Linked DNA regions of Zea mays: region 1 is linked to region 2. A link is a contact called in public Hi-C data. All regions are on one chromosome and are shown on one strand. The core of a region is the stretch at or near the end of the contact, and the rest is flanking DNA. Distances in the headings are between cores, read along the strand shown.

Region 1 (2,881 bases), core at 280-2,779, 180 kb before region 2:
CACGAAGGATGGTGGCAGGCAGTGTCTGTTTAGGTTACAGCAGAGACGCCAGACGATGTGGCTAACTGTTTAACAAAATTGTAGCTGTAAAAATCGCCCATGTCAGTTTTTTTTTGGTGATGCATAGGTTTTACTACTACATTTTGATGGAAGGTTGTTAGTGCACCCAACACTTGGTACGGTGCCATCAGTTGATGTAACATCTCACTGATCGAGCGGTTTATGTGGAATTGTGTTGGCTCGAATTTCTTCTGGGTTCTCAAATTCATTTCGTAACTTTCAAAGTTTAAATATTTATATGTATACATATATTTAAGGTCGTGTATGTATATAGGACCTTGTATGAGTGTGGAGGGATGGACCGTCCGCTCCGCTAGAACACAAAAAAATAGTGTGCTTCTATGTGTTTTGCCAGACCGTACGGTAGGATGGGATTCGTCTAGAACCCAGAAATCACTCTGGAAATTTACTATTTCGAATCGTTCAGACACCGTTTTGAGCGATGTTTGTTTCTATAGCTCTCTAGGGACGTGGAAAACTTCAATCAAGGCGTCGGATTCATGTGGGGATCTCGAGCTCATACATGTTGATGATGGCCATGGACTGACAATAGTTTATAGTTCTAAGAGATGGGTGAAAATTTGGGACTTGCTGGCGGTGTTTCACATCTAGATGTAGCTCGACCAAACCCGCTCCAGAAAAAAATCTAGCTCGACCCGACTATCGCAACACGTGGGTAGGGACCATAATTTTTTACTCCGCAATAAATCGCAGGCTAGGTACATGCCATGATTTTTGCCTAAACTCCGACCTACCCCGAAAAACCTTGATCCAAAGTAAAAAAAACCTAACACATCAAATAGGAGGTATGGGTTAACCCAACACTAGACACAAGTCACACAAGTCATGTACGAGCCGTACTAAATGGACTCACGCTCGATCCGCCTTGACGTTTAAACAGGTCTATCCACAGCCCAGCCGTGACGCTCTATGGAAGGAGATGGATCTGAGGTTTCTCCAAAAGTACATCTTTTAGAGTAAATCCGAAATGATGTTAAAAAGTTTGTCCAAAAAATTATTATTGGGGACAGATTGAAAGAATTAGAGATAAAATATGGTGTTTACTCCAACAGTTTTTTTTTCAAACAAAAGCTAAAAAACTACAAACTGGATCGAATTGAAAAAAACAGGCCCATCTACGAATTCGGTACCACGTTACTGCAGGCTGCCCTTCGGGTGCGTATGCGAAAGATGAATTTGGATAATGATGATTTAATATATGTATTATGTGCACTAAGCTTCAATGTACATTAGATATGTCCTTCATTCGATAAGATTAAAAGACGTTCGCAAACAACATATTGTAAATATCTTGGTTGCAGGAGCCTGCTATGTCTTTGCGCCATCTGAACCAAGGTGTCATGCATATCACTGTTCAAATGCTTACCTACTTAGATTAGATTAGATCAAAGCCGTCGTCAATTCTTCTTCGGTGGAGTTTGGAGAAGGAAAGAGACGGTAGTTGCACACCAAACTGGGGTCCATGGGCTGGCTGGGCCGGGGCCCTACACGTTGGTAACTTGGTACACCGTACACTGATATTGAAGAGGTGGCCCGTCCCATTTCATCCGCGAAAAAAAAGGGGTTCAGGGAAGCTCACGCCAAGTCGTCCCTTCACCAACGCAACGCAAGGCATCGCATCGCATGTCCAAGGCAAGGCATCGCATTGGTAGCAAAGGCAGCAACCAACCAAGCGGGAGCGGCCCCTTGCTTGGCAACCGCCCGCGTGCCTGCGTGCGGGGCCGCGGGATCGCAGCGCAACGCGGGCGGCACCACCTGCCCACCACACCACCATCCCTCCGGACTCCCGTCGCCGCGCCGTACGTACGTGCTGGGTGGCGGCGGCTGTTGGCTGTTGCCGCCGCTGCCACCACCGCCGCCGCGGCGCCGTGCTGTAGCTAGCGATCGAGCGAGCAACGTAGTAGGCAGGCCGGGCGCGGCTGTGGCCGTGCGTGACGACGAAGGAAGCAAGATGAAGCCCGGCGGCGGCGGCGGCGGCGGCAACGGCGTGACCGCGACGACGACGGCGATCCCGCCGGACGACCTCCGCTCGCGGCGCCGCCTGGCCGCGCTGCTGGCGCCACTCCTGCTCTTCCTGGCGGCCGCGCTCTCCTTCCCCTCCACGCTCCACCTGGCCGCCGTCCCGCTCCCAACGCCGCCGATGACGACGGTGCCGCGCCGGACCACGCCCCCGCGGGTCGCCGTCTGCCTCGTGGGCGGCGCGCGGCGGTTCGAGCTCACGGGGCCCTCCATCGCGCGCCACGTCCTGCGCGGCGGCGCGTTCGCGGTCCCCGCGGACCGCCGCGACGCCGGCCAGGCGGCCGCCACCACCTCGGTGGACGTGGACGTGTTCCTGCACGCTCCGCTGGACGCCGACGCGTACAAGCTGCCCCTCCTCCTGGCGCCTGCAGCGGGGGCGGGCGGCGGCAGCGGCACCACCAGCAGGAATAGCAACAACGTCGTCAGCCTCGCCGCCGTGCGCGTGTTCCGGCCGGTGTACCTCGATGAGACGACGCCGGCGGCGCGCGCGCAGGTGCTCACCGCCGACAACTCGCCCAACGGCATCCAGGTTTGCCTCTTCCCTCGTCGGCGGCTTGGGTTTCATTGTTCCTTGCGTCGCTTGCATGCCATGCCATGCCATGCCATTCGATCATACCGCCCGCCTTGGCTATTTTCCGAGTAGATTAGATCAGTTTGGTTTTGCTGTTGCTAATACTTTTAGCTTAGGTTCCCCGTTCGACTACCGTATCATCTTTCTCGTTGGTGATTTCCTTTTGTTGGTCGATCGTTTGATTTCGGAAAAGCTTGCGACTTTTGGTGT
Region 2 (2,701 bases), core at 157-2,656:
ATAATTGAGGTGCATACGACCGATATTTTTGGCTGAAAAGAGATATAAACTACCATTTTAGCAATATCGAAGGCTATCACTTATGATTTTTCACAAAAATGGTCCACACGAAAAGTCTAAGAATACGATTTATGGCAAGGAAACATCTATGGGATAAATAATATGAGCCCTTTGTTGAAGATCGATGGGCCTACGACACACATTTTTTACCAAAGACTGACATAAATGATCGTTTATGGTAATACCGAATGTTAACGTCTAAGAATTTTTCCAGAAAAAATGGCTCCACAAGAAATCCAAGAATGTGATTTATGGCAAGGACACATGTGTGGGGTTATGGCAATAGCCTCTCGTCGAAGATCGATAGGCCTGTGGCCGATATTTTTTGCACAAAAAAGGTCATCAACTACATTTTTTTTTGAAAAATACCATAAATGATATTTTTCGGAAATACCAAAGGCTAACATCTAAGGTTTTTATCAAAAAATTGTCTCTACCAAAACTACAAGAATGTGATTATGGCAAGAAAACACATGTGGATAAGAAATAGGAGCCTCTCACTAATGATCAATAGGCACTCGACCTGTATTTCTAGCGAAAAAACTATAAATGGTCGTTTACGACAATACCGAAGGCTAACACCTTTTCATTTTTCACCAAAAATCTAAAAATGTGATTCATAGCAAGAAAACATGTGTATGTTAAGGAAACACTTTTAGGAAATTTTTACCATCCTTTTAGAGTTGTTCTTAGGATCGTTTGGGCTCGTAACTTACCATCCAATGCGTTTGCTCGCAGCCTGAGGCCTACCAATGGGCCTTTCTCTGTACAGCCCACTACTGGCTTAGTGGGTCAAAGTGAGGCCCACATGGAGAAGAAAAAGTACGAGGCGAGGCTCGGAGCTCGGACCTCCAACTAGAGATAGCAATGGGTATCTGTGACCCGATATCCGATGGGTATTTACTCCATTAAAGTATGTATGTGAGCTAAATATTCTATCCGTGGGTCTGTTATTGGGTAAAAATCTTCACCCAATGGGTAAACGGATATTAGAACGTTTTACCTTCACCCATACCCGTCATTTGTATAATATAATATTTTAATTAAATGTTTATTTTTTATGGGTACGGTGACCTATACCCACATGAGTAGTATGTGGGTAACTCCATATCCACCTGTGTATATGGGTGACTCAATGAGGTTATTTTTGTGTCGTGAGTATGAGTATGGGGTAGTAATACCCGGTGAATATTTACCTATTGTCATCTCTACCTCATGTCGTGGGTCCCATTTTTGCTTAAAAAAAGAAGATCGTGGGTCCCACTGCCACCTGTCGTGGAGAACCGACGCACGAATCTCGCAGCCAAATTTCCAATTATTTTCTTGTCCAGCCATTGCCACAACTCGCAAGGAAGCCCTTTTTCTCATGGCGGCGGCGGCGGCGGCGGCGGGTGGAGAGGGAGATGTAGGAGGAGGCAACAGCGCGGGCGCCCTACTGCGCATCTTCGTGGGCGGGCTGGCGGAGAGCGTGGGCGCGGCCGACCTGGAGGCCCTGTTCGCCTCCGCTGGGCGCGTCGCCGGCGTCGAGTTCGTGCGCACAAACGGGCGCAGCTTCGCCTATGTCGACTTCCACTGCCCCAACGACAAGGCCCTCGCCAGGCTCTTTTCCACCGTACCCACCCCGACTACCCTCTTCCCTTTCTCTATATTTCGGCTGCTCCTGTGTTCAGATGAATGCGCGTTTTCTTTATCCAAAAAAAAAAACAGACAAGTTCAGTAGAGAATAGATAGTCGGAGGTTTTGGTGTCTGCTACCCGTTTGTTGCTCTGAGGCTGTCTGAGGCTTATGGCATTTTGTGTGCAGTATAATGGGTGCAAATGGAAAGGAGGGAAGCTCAGGCTGGAGAAGGCCAAAGAGCACTACCTCACTCGCCTTAAACGAGAATGGGAGCAGGATGCGGCTGCAGCGGCGTCAAAGGAGGCTGCGCTGAAAGATAATGCAGAGAACCAGAAGCCGAAACTGGATAAGGCTGCTTTGGAGGGCTTGAAGATTAACATCTACTTCCCAAAGCTGAGGAAGGTGAGCAGTTCTTTGTGTCATACACTAATGCTAGGTTTTTAAGAAACTGGTTTATAGAAATTGAGGTAGTTCCAAACCTGCCAGTTTATACCTCAGTTTATAGAAATTGAGGTAGTTCCAAACCTGCCAGTTTATACCTCAGTTTATAGAAATTAGATTCTCAGTTTCTTAAAAACCAAGAAGCTGGCCTCTCCTAGCTAAAAAATAAAAACTGATTAAGGCCATGTTTGGTTTCTTTAGTCTAGGGACTAAAGTTTAGTTAGGGGACTAAAGTTTAGTCCCTAACATGTTTGGTTCTAGGGGCTAAAAATAGTAAGAATATACTAAATGACTCATAAGAAGACTAACGTGACCTTTAACATTCTCCTGCTATTAGTACAATTGAACTAAATGAGGGGTAAATGTGGAATTAATATGGTTTAGTCCCTTTTAGCACATATGTGAAGGACTAAAGACTAAATCATTTTAGTCCATATTTTAGTCCTAGTGTTTGGCAAAAAAGGGACTAAATGAGACTAAAAACTAGAGACTAATCTTTAGTCCCTCTAACCAAACACCCCCTAAACTGTATTGTTTCATACAGGACCTTAGTCAGTACATGGAATTAAATAGGAGTGTTAGG

Evidence for each region. Hi-C and Micro-C count contacts between places; a contact is called where the count stands out from the background.
Region 1: a Hi-C map of ear shows a contact between it and region 2, with 1.9 times the contacts expected there. The contact joins the promoter of LOC103654971 here to the promoter of LOC100273064 in region 2. A contact is called at or near these places in 3 of 25 Hi-C or Micro-C datasets (ear, leaf and tassel).

What each region holds. Positions count from the first base shown.
Region 1 is chr4:248,383,617-248,386,497 of Zm-B73-REFERENCE-NAM-5.0, reverse strand. It overlaps LOC103654971, which reads left to right and starts at 1,529. Exons shown (of 2, transcript XM_035967582.1): 1 at 1,529-2,629. The coding sequence starts at 2,033. LOC100383816 (Zn-dependent exopeptidase superfamily protein) reads left to right here. Exons shown (of 11, transcript NM_001176448.1): 11 at 1-243.
Region 2 is chr4:248,199,939-248,202,639 of Zm-B73-REFERENCE-NAM-5.0, reverse strand. LOC100273064 (RNA-binding (RRM/RBD/RNP motifs) family protein) reads left to right here and starts at 1,406. Exons shown (of 4, transcript NM_001147513.1): 1 at 1,406-1,672; 2 at 1,864-2,079. The coding sequence starts at 1,427.